Regions from separate parts of the Mus musculus genome. Here region 2 is linked to region 1. A link is a contact called in public promoter capture Hi-C data. All regions are on one chromosome and are shown on one strand. Each heading gives the region's core, a stretch centred on a gene start, on an enhancer-like site or on the middle of the called end of the contact. The rest is flanking DNA. Distances are from core to core; before and after follow the strand shown.

The links. Capture Hi-C pulls out chosen DNA fragments and counts their contacts.
Region 2: a contact with region 1 is called in a promoter capture Hi-C map of liver. The contact joins the promoter of Pomgnt1 here to the promoter of Mknk1 in region 1. A contact is called at or near these places in 4 of 39 promoter capture datasets (embryonic stem cells, liver and stem cell-derived epiblast-like cells), 3 of 484 Hi-C or Micro-C datasets (CD4 T cells, embryonic stem cells and uterus), 2 of 115 datasets of contacts at active chromatin or transcription factors (bone marrow-derived macrophages and memory CD8 T cells) and 1 of 9 other capture datasets (liver).

The regions. Positions count from the first base shown.
Region 1 is chr4:115,836,354-115,842,039 of GRCm38.p6, reverse strand. Mknk1 (MAP kinase-interacting serine/threonine kinase 1) reads right to left here and starts at 2,842. Exons shown (of 13, transcript NM_021461.5): 1 at 2,759-2,842.
Region 2 is chr4:116,147,647-116,153,332 of GRCm38.p6, reverse strand. Pomgnt1 (protein O-linked mannose beta 1,2-N-acetylglucosaminyltransferase) reads right to left here and starts at 2,815. Exons shown (of 22, transcript NM_026651.2): 1 at 2,716-2,815; 2 at 2,090-2,268; 3 at 1,399-1,513; 4 at 1,138-1,256; 5 at 559-624; 6 at 357-470. The coding sequence starts at 2,209.

The DNA of each region.
Region 1 (5,686 bases), core at 1,593-4,092:
CTTTCTTTCTTTTTTAAAAATTTTGTAGAGAACCAGAAAGATGGCTCAGTAGTTAAGGGCATGTGCTACTCTTGCAAAGGACCTGAGTTCAGTTCCCAACATTCATGGTAAATGGCTCAAAATGACCTGAAATTTCAGCTTCAGAGAATTTAACACCCTCTTATGATCTTCCTGGGAACCTATATTCATGTGTACATGTACACAATTAAAAAATACAAATAAGGTCAGATGTGGTGTGGCATACCTTAGCCCCAACATGTGGGAGGCAGAGGTAGGTGGATCTGAGTGTAAGACCAGCCTGTGCACATCCTGAATTCCAGATCAGTCAGAGAGACAAGGTTCAGGGCTGTCTCAAATTAACTAATTCACTAGAGTAGAATTAGAAAAAACAAGTGTCTGGGCATATCACTTCCAGAACTCTCTATCCTTGACTGAGTCCTTGTGAAATCTTGCTTGAGTCTTTCCCTATCCACAAGATAAAGGTAGTGTAACTAGATGGTTCCTATGCTTTCTGCCTTCACACACACACACACACACACACACACACAAAGAACTTTCTATTCCATATGTTGGGGCTGTTGGCAAGGAAAAATGTGAATTTGTAGCTGCTGGTCCCACATGGAAGAGACTACTGTTTACCAAGGCCAAAGGCAGAACAATTGATTAGTCAGCCACCTGTGAGCTTTCTCGTACCTGAACTATATCACAGACTATACAGGTCCCTGAACACTGCACGACTTCTCTTGTAACTAAACTCACCAACAGCAAGGCCAGGGCCTGAAATCAATAACAGCAGTGAAGAATCTTGGTTCATGAAGAATTCCTGCACCTTTGTGCCTCTGGTGCCTGTAAGTAGGGCAACATCCATCTAACCAGGGCCCTCCTTAGCCATGAAGGAAAACATGAGGTCTCCTTCTAATCTTGATGGCTTGTAAAACAAAGACCAAAGAGGGATAAAAAAAAAAAAAGGCACTGACTCATTTGACCACAAGCATTACAGAGACCTACTATGTGCCAGTCCTGTACCATGAAGAGCAGGTGTGACATAGACTTGGCTCCTTGCCACCAACTGTAGTCGGGGTACATATGAGTGATGTACCCCAAGACAGACTTTGCTAAGACGTCTATAGGAAGCTCAGTCTCTGCTACAGGAGACTGGATTGGGAGCATCTAACCAGCAGGAGGATGAGACGCGTCACCAAAGATGTGGTGTGAGCACCCGTGAAGAAGCTGCAGAAGGTGCCATATTATTGAATAACTACAGACCACACAACAGGAGACCTAGCTAAACATGTGCTGCAATTTGCCAGCTTCTTCTCAGAACTTCTCTCTCCATGGTTGGGTTGGCTGGTGCCAGGCCCTCTGACTGCCAAATCTGCACTAGAGAAATGACACTCCTATGCAAGCCAAAGACCCTGGATTATAGAAAGAGGAACACTGAGGTGGGAACAGATGCTCCGAAGGGGCTCCAAACTTCCTGGCTAGTTCACTTTTTTTTTGGTTTTCGAGACAGGGTTTCTCTGTGTAGCCCTGGCTGTCCTGGAACTCACTCTGTAGACCAGACTGGCCTCGAACTCAGAAATCTGCCTGCCTCTGCCTCCTGAATGCTGGGATTAAAGGCATGTGCCACCACGCCCAGCTTGTTTTTTTTGTTTGTTTGTTTGTTTGTTTTTTGTTTTTTATTTTATTTATTTATTTATTTTGCTAGTTCACTTCTATACACAATCCTGACTCCGTGTCTATTCTTCACAGTACTTCCAGCCCAGGCCCTTTAGAAGGCCCGAAGCTAGGGACAGTGGGCAGCAGCTCTCTGATGGCTGGGGATCCAGGGAAACATTATACATCAACCACTCAGCTGGTTCTTGGCACAAGGCCTGTGGTCAACAAGTTTGAGCTCCCTCCTCATACTGCAAGGTCAATTCCACGTGTAAATCCCAGAGGCTCCAAGGCTCAGGTTACATCAGCTTCTCCCCCCAGGGCCTCCCTGAAATATGCCAGATCAAAACACTCTTTCCTGGAAATCACAATCGTATGTATCAGTACCATTGCATGTGGGCAATTTACATATAAGCATACTTAACCCTCACAGTGACATTATTATATTCGTTTTAAAAAGCTCTAAGAGAGAAAAATGAGTTGTTCTAGGATGCTTCCTAGGAGAGGGGAAAGCATAGCTCACCCCCAAAGTCAAGCACTCCCACCCTCTTACCTAGCTTCTGATGGTCCACAGTCCTACAGCTATAGGAAAGAGACTGCATCCTACCCACACTCCCACCTCTCTGTTGAAAAAAGTGTGGCAGAATCATTTGTATACTATATTGCAAAATAAGTGGAAACCGCCAATTTAACACAACGAAGTACACATATTTTATAATGTGCTCATGCCAGTGAACTGTCTTGAGCCCTGTCAGTCTTGAGTGTATCCTTGTTTGGTCTGAGGCTCAAACTCCTTATAGGCTGAGCTCCTCCTCGACAGCCCGTACCCACCGGCTCCGGACCTGTCACAACCCAAGCCTGTCCATAAGCACGGGCTGAGAGTCCGAAAGAGGATCTTATGCGCTGCGGTCTGGGCAGGGAAGCAGCTTTGAGGACAGTTCTAAAAGGATGTCCCCTTCGGCTGCTCCTCCGCAGAAGAACCGGGTCTTAACCTCGAGCTGCTCAGAAGGCCCTGTCTGCCCCTCCCGGGCGACTGCAGCGCCGCACCCCAGACCCCGGCCCCGTTTCCCCGCCGAGGGACTCCTCGCTGGCTCACTTTTACCTTAGTTGACCACCGCGGGAACGGCCGCGAGCACCCCCACCTGCAGGTCTCCGTCGAGAACGCGGAAGAGGCGGAGCTAAACTCAGGGGGAGGGCCCGAGCAGAAGGAGGCGTGAGGGGGAGGAGTCACGCCTGCGCCCCGAGGGCCACACGTGGCGAGAAGCAAGGCCAGTTCACTGCGCAGGCGTGGCATATCAGAGCGTCCTCTGGTTGTTGCGGGTTTCTTTTACAAGCGGAAAGTGGAAGACGCTGCAGGTGCAAATAGTTACTTCTGCGAGCCAGAACGGAGTTCTTGTAAACCTGAGGGCAGCTCTGTTAAGTAAAGTTTATTTTTGAGACAAGGCCTTTTGTATACTCCAGACTTGACTTCAAACTCGTTTTTCTTCTGACTCAGTCTCCAGAGTTCTCTGATTACAGACGCACACCACCGGGCATGACTGTAAAATTTCTATAAAGGTCTGCGTATACAGAAGTTCATTACTTCCGGTAATTAAATTTTTTAAATTGTTGTTTTTCTAAATAGTCTCACTATGTAACCCTGGCTGGCCTCAAACTTAAAGAGATCTACCTGCCTCTGCCTTCTGAGTGCTAGTATTAAAGGTGTGTGCCACTACAGCAGCTAAAACAACAGCTAAAACAAATGTTCTTAAAGATCTATTTCTTTTTCTCTCTCCTCTCTGCTCTCTCTCCTCTCTGCTCTCTCTCTCTCTCTCTCTCTCTCTCTCTCTCTCTCTCTCTCTCTCTCTCTTCTCTCCCCCTCCCCCCTCCCCCCTCTCCCCCTCTCCCCTCTGTGTACTAATTAGAGTAGTACCCCAACCAGCCTCCTTGCCTCACTTCCACAGGCTGCAGATGCCTGAGACGGGAAGACGGGGTGCTTGGTTTCAGTTCAGGTTCTGACGCAGTTTTCTTTTGTGTGGTGAAGTAAACTTCCCTATCCCATTCAGTATTGTTGTTAGGGTCTGGAGAGTAAGGGGCTTAAAGAGCATCTCCGTTTCCCATCACTCCTCTAAAACACATTTATTCCCTCTTCTGGCCTATGTGTTCAACTATATGAGGGAAGGAAGTGGAAGTATTCAAGACTTTGCTAGATTTCAAATCTAGATGAAGACTGGAAAGGGACGTCTTTTTCCCAAGCATTTGTATTTACTTCCTTTCCAAATTTGAGTCCCCTTCAAAGGCTGGATATTGCAATCTCTTTCAACTTATAACCTTCCAGGCCCACCAAACTTCGTGTCTTCACTGCCCTTTCTAGTCTATTCCCCAACCCTTGATAGCCAACCAGTCCAGGGTCACTCAAGCATAGATTGGGATCCAGATTCTCAAAATTACTACCCACCTCCCCATGGCAACCATGATGGTTAATTAACATTGGATAAAGGCTCTAGGGTGCTCCCAGGAAGGAGGGCAAACCATGTAGAACTCAGACCTTCCTCTGGCCTATTTGACCGCATTCCATAGTTCCATACTGTGGTAGCCACGAACATATAAAAGGGCCACAGGGCTCATGAACGCTGAGTTCATCCAGCATCATTAGTCAGTGTGGGATGTTCTGCCCCAGGGTGGAGGTGACAGCTTATTCCCTGTTCCCTGTCCCCTCAATGGATGCAGATCCTGAGCCAACAAGACAACTAAGCCCTGGCTTCCCAGGTAAGTTGCTTTTGTTAGGTTTTGCCTGTTTAGGTGAGAGTCTTCTTATTTCTCATTACTAAGGTCAAAGCTCTCCCTCTTTGTCCTCTAAGCATCCTTCTCAGACTCTCCAAGCAAGTGTGTGTGTGTCTGTCTGTGCATATGTCCTTCCTAACATATTTCCAGACATCTCAAATTTGAGATAAATTTAACTCTTCCACAACGTACATGGACTTTCTAACAGCTGGACTGTCCAGTGACTGAAGAGATAATGATTTGTAATGGGTTTGAAAACACTCTTTTAGAACACTGGGCTCTGGGCATTAGAAGGAACAGCAAAATGGAAAACCTTCCAGATTCTAGAGCAGATACTGGGGGTGGGGTGGGTGGAAGGAGAGCCAGGCAGCTGGCTAAAGACTTGTGTCAATCACTTGAGACATGTTGAGTATTAGCTGGATTATTATCATGTCCATTCACAGGGTGAGGATGAAGGAGCTTAGAGGTCAGACCCTCACCCCTACTTCTATTTTAAAATGATACTTCTGCCAGGTGTGGAGGTGCACACCTTTAACCACAGCACTCAGGAGACAGAGAAAGGTGGATCCCTGTGAATTTGAGGCCATCCTAGTCTACAGGGTGAGTTCCAAGGTAGCCAGCACTACATAACGAGACCCTGTCTCAAAAAAAATCATTACTACTGTGTATGTGACATGAGTGGGACCCCATTCCAAGTGGCGTCTCTTCTTTTGCCTTTATGTGGGTCTTGAGAATTGAACCTAGGTCATCACGCTTACATTGTTGGGCAGTAAGTGCCTTTATCCACTGTGCCATCTTGGTAGTCTACCACTTCTGATCATAAAATAGAAAGTGGTTTATAGAGGGAAGGCTAGAAGCTCAGGCCTCAGCTTCTCAGGTAGAGTCCCTGCCGGCTCTTTTGAAGGTATAAGAGGACCTCTGTTGAATCTTCAGAACCAAGCTGCTTTTGACTCCTGTCTGAGTGGTTGTGGTTTAGGGGCAGTGAGTTCTAGCTGTCTCCTGGGGAATATGCTCTGGATTGAAACCTGCCCTACCTCCCCTACTTTGAGTCCTGAGAGGGGCTCCTTGTTCTGTGGTTGGGGTTGGGGCTGTATTTCCTACTGCACTTTTAGCCATCGGTTCTTCCAAACCACCCTGACATGAACCAGCATTGCCAGTGTCAAAACAAGGAACAATTCCCTCCTTTGAATGAGTACCTTGGAGGCACACCCTGCACTGCCCTCCTACGACATCCTCAAGGCTCTCGACTTATCTTACTCTACGACTC
Region 2 (5,686 bases), core at 1,566-4,065, 310 kb before region 1:
CAGCCCTTTACCCATGTGCCCGGCGCCTGCATCCTGCCACCCTCCAAAAAGAGGTGCTCCCTCCCTAAAATGCAGCCCCATCATCCCCCTCTTTATTTCATTTCCTGAGACTACTGGCTGAGCTGACTGTTTTCATCGCCACCACTGAGATGTGAGCTCCGGGGCGGTAGGGAATCTGTCTTGTATTGTATCTTCAGCATTCAATGCTGCAGTACCTGGCACAGAGCTCAGAAACCACTGTACTGATTACAAACAAAAGAAAAACAAAAAGCTAGGCTCAGTCTGGAACTTGACCACCTTTCTCTAGATGTTCTTTCTGCTGCCGAGCAGAGCCAGAGCTAGGGGGCCTCACTGACCTTCACCGTGCAGATCAGCACGCGGCCGGGGGCCACCATGTTGAGGAACAGCACCATGGCCTCATCCTCATGAGGAGAGTATGTGTCAAACACGCGCTTTGCCATCACGTGGCCCTGGCAGGAGCAAACCCTCTTATGAGACGGGGTCATCAGCAAAGCAAGCCCAGCTTCGGCCCTCGGGCTCTCCCATCCTTAAGCTCACCGTGGCCTGGTTGAGGACTATGACATGGATGCCTCGGCCCTGCTCCCGGGCTTCATCCTCGAGCACCTACACAGCGGCAGAAACAGAATCCAGCTATTCACCCTGGCGCTCACGGTGACTCCATCTTAGAAGCAGGAACCACAGCAGCCTGCTCTATTATCACTGTCTACGGTTCTAACTCAGACAGAAGGCTGACTCTCCCAGAAAGCCCCCATGGTACCCTCATCGGCAAAGGTTTCGTCGCTTTACCATCCACCTTTTAACACTTCCCTGGCACCAAGAGCCCTGGACTGTCTCTGCTAACTCTCTACCAGTGAGCCTCTCTGGGAAGGGCAAGTCCCATTACCTCTAGGACCCCAGTGGCTGGCCCAAGGCTGAAGCCAAAGGGATTAGGAAGTGGTTACATAATAAGTAAATAAGGGAGTTAGCTGCCCGCTAACGCCCCTGATCACTGCCAAGCCTTCGCCACATAGACATTTCATAGACCATTTACTTAATCCTAATAAGTCCAAGCCAATAGGCAGAGGGTGACGGTTCCCACCGTGCTCTGAATGGACTGAAGATGCTGGTCCAACTCACCGTGGTGCCATCCACAGCCACATACACTTTGCTTCTACTGGAGTATACTTCCACATCCAGCACCCGTCGGGGACTGCTGCCTCTGCGCCGAGGGGACTCCAGACGTCCTAGGGCCTCATCTGGAGAGGGAATTGTAACAGGCGTGGGCGATGACTCACTAGCAGAGTCACACCCTGTGGGATGTGCACGCCATTCCTGCCATGAGACCCCAGGTCCCGTCCCGTCCCCCGCCCCCCTCCCGCACCCTCAGCTGGTCCCCACCATAGTCTTGCTCTGGTTCTGGGTCTTCATTGGCCTCGCTGATTGCTCTCCGAGTGTCCAGGATCAACTTGATGTTGACAATGACGGTCACCAGCAGGAAAAGCACAGCCCCTGTCTGAGTAGGAAAATGGGGGTGACTGCAGCCAGCCCTCTCCAGATCACAAGGGCCTTCTGAAAGTATGACCTTGGCTGAAGAGGACACAGGGACCAGTCTCTCCACTTTCTGGTTCCCAATAAGGACACGGATTTGTGGCCATCTCCCAGAGAATGTTCCCTGGCAGGTTTCCCTCCACCAACCAGGTCCTTCCTACCCCGTGGTCTTGTATTTTCCCATTTGAGTCCTTGACTTCCTTGGTCCCCTCCATAACTAGTTCCTTGAGATGGATTTAGGACCCGAGAACCACAGCGGAGAGCCAGAGACACAGAAGAACGTGGGCCACACTGCCTGACAGTTGGGTGTCAGGGGCAAAGCCTGCCTGACCAGACTTCTGGTTTCTGTTGGATGCCGAGGTCAGACTAGGGTTCTGATTCCAGAATCCTGGCTCTAAACCACTGCCTGAGAAGGCTGTAACAGACAGAGGTTTCCCCTCCAGGAATTTGCTGCCTCTTCTTGATAGCCAAGGTAGTTAGTTCCTAGTCTGTTAGAGTAAAGTTAGGGAGCAGCTTTTGGGACACGTGGGACCTCATTTACCTGACAGAATCTCCTCAGGGCCCGCTGGTTTGTCAGTTTATACTTCCAGGTAAGGTACCAGCTCCGTTTCTTCCTAGCCCCAAAGGGCTTGATGAGGGGACTGGGCTTCCAGTCATCCATACTGGATTAGGGAGTCACCCCTGTCCCGGCCAGTCCATGACTTCAGGAATCTGAGGGGACTATATATAGAGTCACATAGAGTAAGATGCTTGTCCCAAAGCTTAATGCCTTCTGGAATGACTTCTCTCAGCAAACTGCTGAGCTGTGTGCCCTAGGCAACGTGGCTTAACTTCTCTGGGTCTGGCCAGAAAATCTTTGGAGGAGTTGGATCACCTGAAAATTCCCTGGGGCTAGAGGAACTGTGTGCAGGATCAGGGCCTTAGCGGCGGAGGCCAGTAACTCAATCAACTCTTAACGATTCATCAGTCCTTAAAAGGTCCAAATCCCAGTCCTTCCCAGCCCTGGGGTAGAACAGTAACAGCGACCTCCTGCACCCCAATCCTCCACCCTCGTCTCTTCCCATCTGGCTCAACTCCTCTCCTCTCAGGGATCAGGGACGCCGGAAGGTTCAGAAGACCCACCCAGCCCGCATCACCCCTCTGAGACCCGCACTGGGAGGCACTTACGGCTCAGGGGCCCCGGGCCCCGCTCGGGCCGCGCTCGGGCCCGCACAGCTCGGCCCCGCGCGCCGCGGCCTCCGCGGCCTCCGCCTCCTCCATGCCTCTCGCGCCCCGCCCCGGCCCGGCCGGCCCGCCCCGCCGCTTCCGCCGCCGCCGCCGCCGCGGGGTGAGAGGGCGGCGGGCGGCGCTTAGGGCGGCGGCCGCGGCCGGGCGTCTGCAGCGCGAGGGGAGCCGGCGTACTCTGCCTGTCTGGCAGGGTTACGGTCCGCACGAGTGGACCTCGGGCGAGAGCACATCCCCGCACCGCGGAGCCGGAGCAAGCGGCATTCCGGGACCTCGGGCCAGCTCACTGGGCAAGCCAGGATCAGAGGGCTGCAGCTCCGAGGCCTGGCCCAGCCCCGCAAGGCTGTTTCCAGGCCGGGGAGGAGAGGATTAGAAACCTGCTCCGCTACTATTTTGAGCGCTTACGTTAACTCGATTTCATAAACCATGATTAAGAGGCACCGTGACTACCCCATCTTTAAAGAAAACCAAAAATGCTCTTTGATTGTGTGCATGTGCAGGTAGTGCGGGCGCTCCTTGAAGAGACTAGACCTCAGTCTGATACCCCTGGAGCCCAAATTAAAGTTGTGATCCCAACCGCTCCTCTAGAAGAGCACCAGGTGTGCTTAACCACTGAGCCATCTCCAGCTCCTGATTAGTTCTTTTCTGAGGAAGCAGGAGCTTACCTATCTCCTTATAGCCCTAGCTATCCTGGAACTCCTTATGTAGACCCGGCTGAACTTGAACTCACAGAAATTCACCTGTCTCTGCCTCCTAAATGCTAGGATTAAAGGAGTGTACAACATGCCCAGCAACACTTTATTTATTTACACTTTTTTTTTTTTGAGGACTCCAAAAGTGTTGGCATCTTTCGATATGATAGCAGTGCTTGCCAGGTTGGAAGTGGTGTTGCATTCCTATATAGGTGAGGGAAGGCTGTGTGAGGCAAGTCCACTTTCATAACAAGATGCTAAGACCCACAGTAGCTCACTCCTGGGTTCCCAGCACTTAGGAACTGAGGAAGGAGGATTGCCATAGATTCAAGGTCAACTTGGTCTACAACATGAGTTCTAGAACAAGTCAGGATTTTGAAGTGCAACCTGCTCTGAGAAACAAAAAATGTTTTGGTTTTTTACATGTTCTTTATACTGAAGTTTTTCTTATTTAAACATCAAAAAAAGCAGGGGCTGGAGAGATGGCTCAGTGGTTAAGAGCACTGACTGCTCTACCAGAGATCCTGGGTTCAATTCCCAGCAACCACATGGTGGCTCACAACCATCTGTAATGGGATCTGATGCCCTCTTCTGGTGTGTCTGAAGATAGTGACAATGACATTGTACTCACATATATAAAATAAGTCTTTTTAAAAAAATCAAGTCAGCAGAAGTTCTCACATTAGCCTCTGACCCTCTTCTGTCGTCAGGTTTACTGTCCATGATCTTGTCTTCTCATGATCCTTATTAATGTCCAGATTCTCAAACTTGCATGTGCAGTCCTAGATTCCCTCCTGAGCGTCAGGCTCCCCTGTGTCTGAGCGCCAGGCTCCCCTGTGTCTGAGCGCCAGGCTCCCCTGCCTGCTGCATCTCTTCACAAGACCCACAATTTCACAGCTACTGACATCATCTCTACCTGCTCTCAGATCTCTTCTGGATTCCTTTGCTTGGGAAATTGTATCAGGCCATATAGCTGGGCCTCCCTTTGTCTTTTTCCAGTGATGTCAGTTGAAATCAACTGTCATGATAGTTGAAATCCTTTGTTTCTTTGAACAATATTGAATACCATTTGAAACAGATGAACTCATCTGTTGCCTGATTCTTTCACTTGTGCCTCTAATTCTCTCCAACCTGCTGTTGCAGGCACTTTTGTGCTGTTGCACTTTTGTGCTGTTGCACTTTTGTGCTGTTGCACTTTTGTGCTGTTGCACTTTTGTGCTGTTGCACTTTTGTGCTGTTGCACTTTTGTGCTGTTGCAGGCACTTTTGTGCTGTTGCTGTTGCACTTTTGTGCTGTTGCAGGCACTTTTGTGCTGTTGCTATTGCACTTTTGTGCTGTTGCAGGCACTTTTGTGCTGTTGCACTTTTGTGCTGTTGCAGGCACTTTTGTGCTGTTGCTGTTGCACTTTTGTGCTGTTGCTGTTGCACTTTCGTGCTGTTGCACTTTCGTGCTGTTGCACTTTCGTGCTGTTGCACTTTTGTGCTGTTGCTGTTGCACTTTTGGTTTTGGTTTTGAGTTAATCTCCTTGATTCAGAGTTTTTCCTCTGCTTCTCCATTCTTCCTTGCTCCTTGAAAAGTCCAGAGTATCCCAGCACTTGGGAGGCAGAGGCAGGTGGATTTCTGAGTTTGAGGCCAGCCTGGTCAACAGAGTGAGTTCCAGGATAGCCAGGGTTATAAAGAGAAACCCTGTCTTGAAACAAAAACAAAAACAAACAAACAAAAAAACAAAAGAAAGGAAGGAAGAAAGAAAGAGAGAGAGAGAGAGAGAGAGAGAGAGAGAGAGAGAGAGAGAGAGAAAGAAAGGAAAGTCCAGAGTAAGGCTAGATGGTGGTAGTACACACCTTTAATCTTAGCACTTGGGAGGCAGAGGCAGGCAGATCTCTTACTTGGAAGTTAGCATGGTCTACAGAGTGAGTTCCAGGACAACCAGATCTACACAGAGAAACCCTCTCTCAAAAAAAGAAAAAAACAAAAAAACAAAAATCCAGGGCAATTTTTCACAAAGGCAAATATTTTGCTAATCCCTGGCTAAAAACTTAGTTACTAACTTTCTCAGGGGGGCTTTGATTGGAATGTAAAGTGAATAAATAAATTAATTAATGGGATAAAAACCACAGTTACTTTTCAGTTGCTCTGACAAAACACCAGGACCAAGGCAACTTATAAGGAAAAGTATTTAAAATTGAGGTTCATGGGTTTCAGAGGGTTAGAATGCATGACCA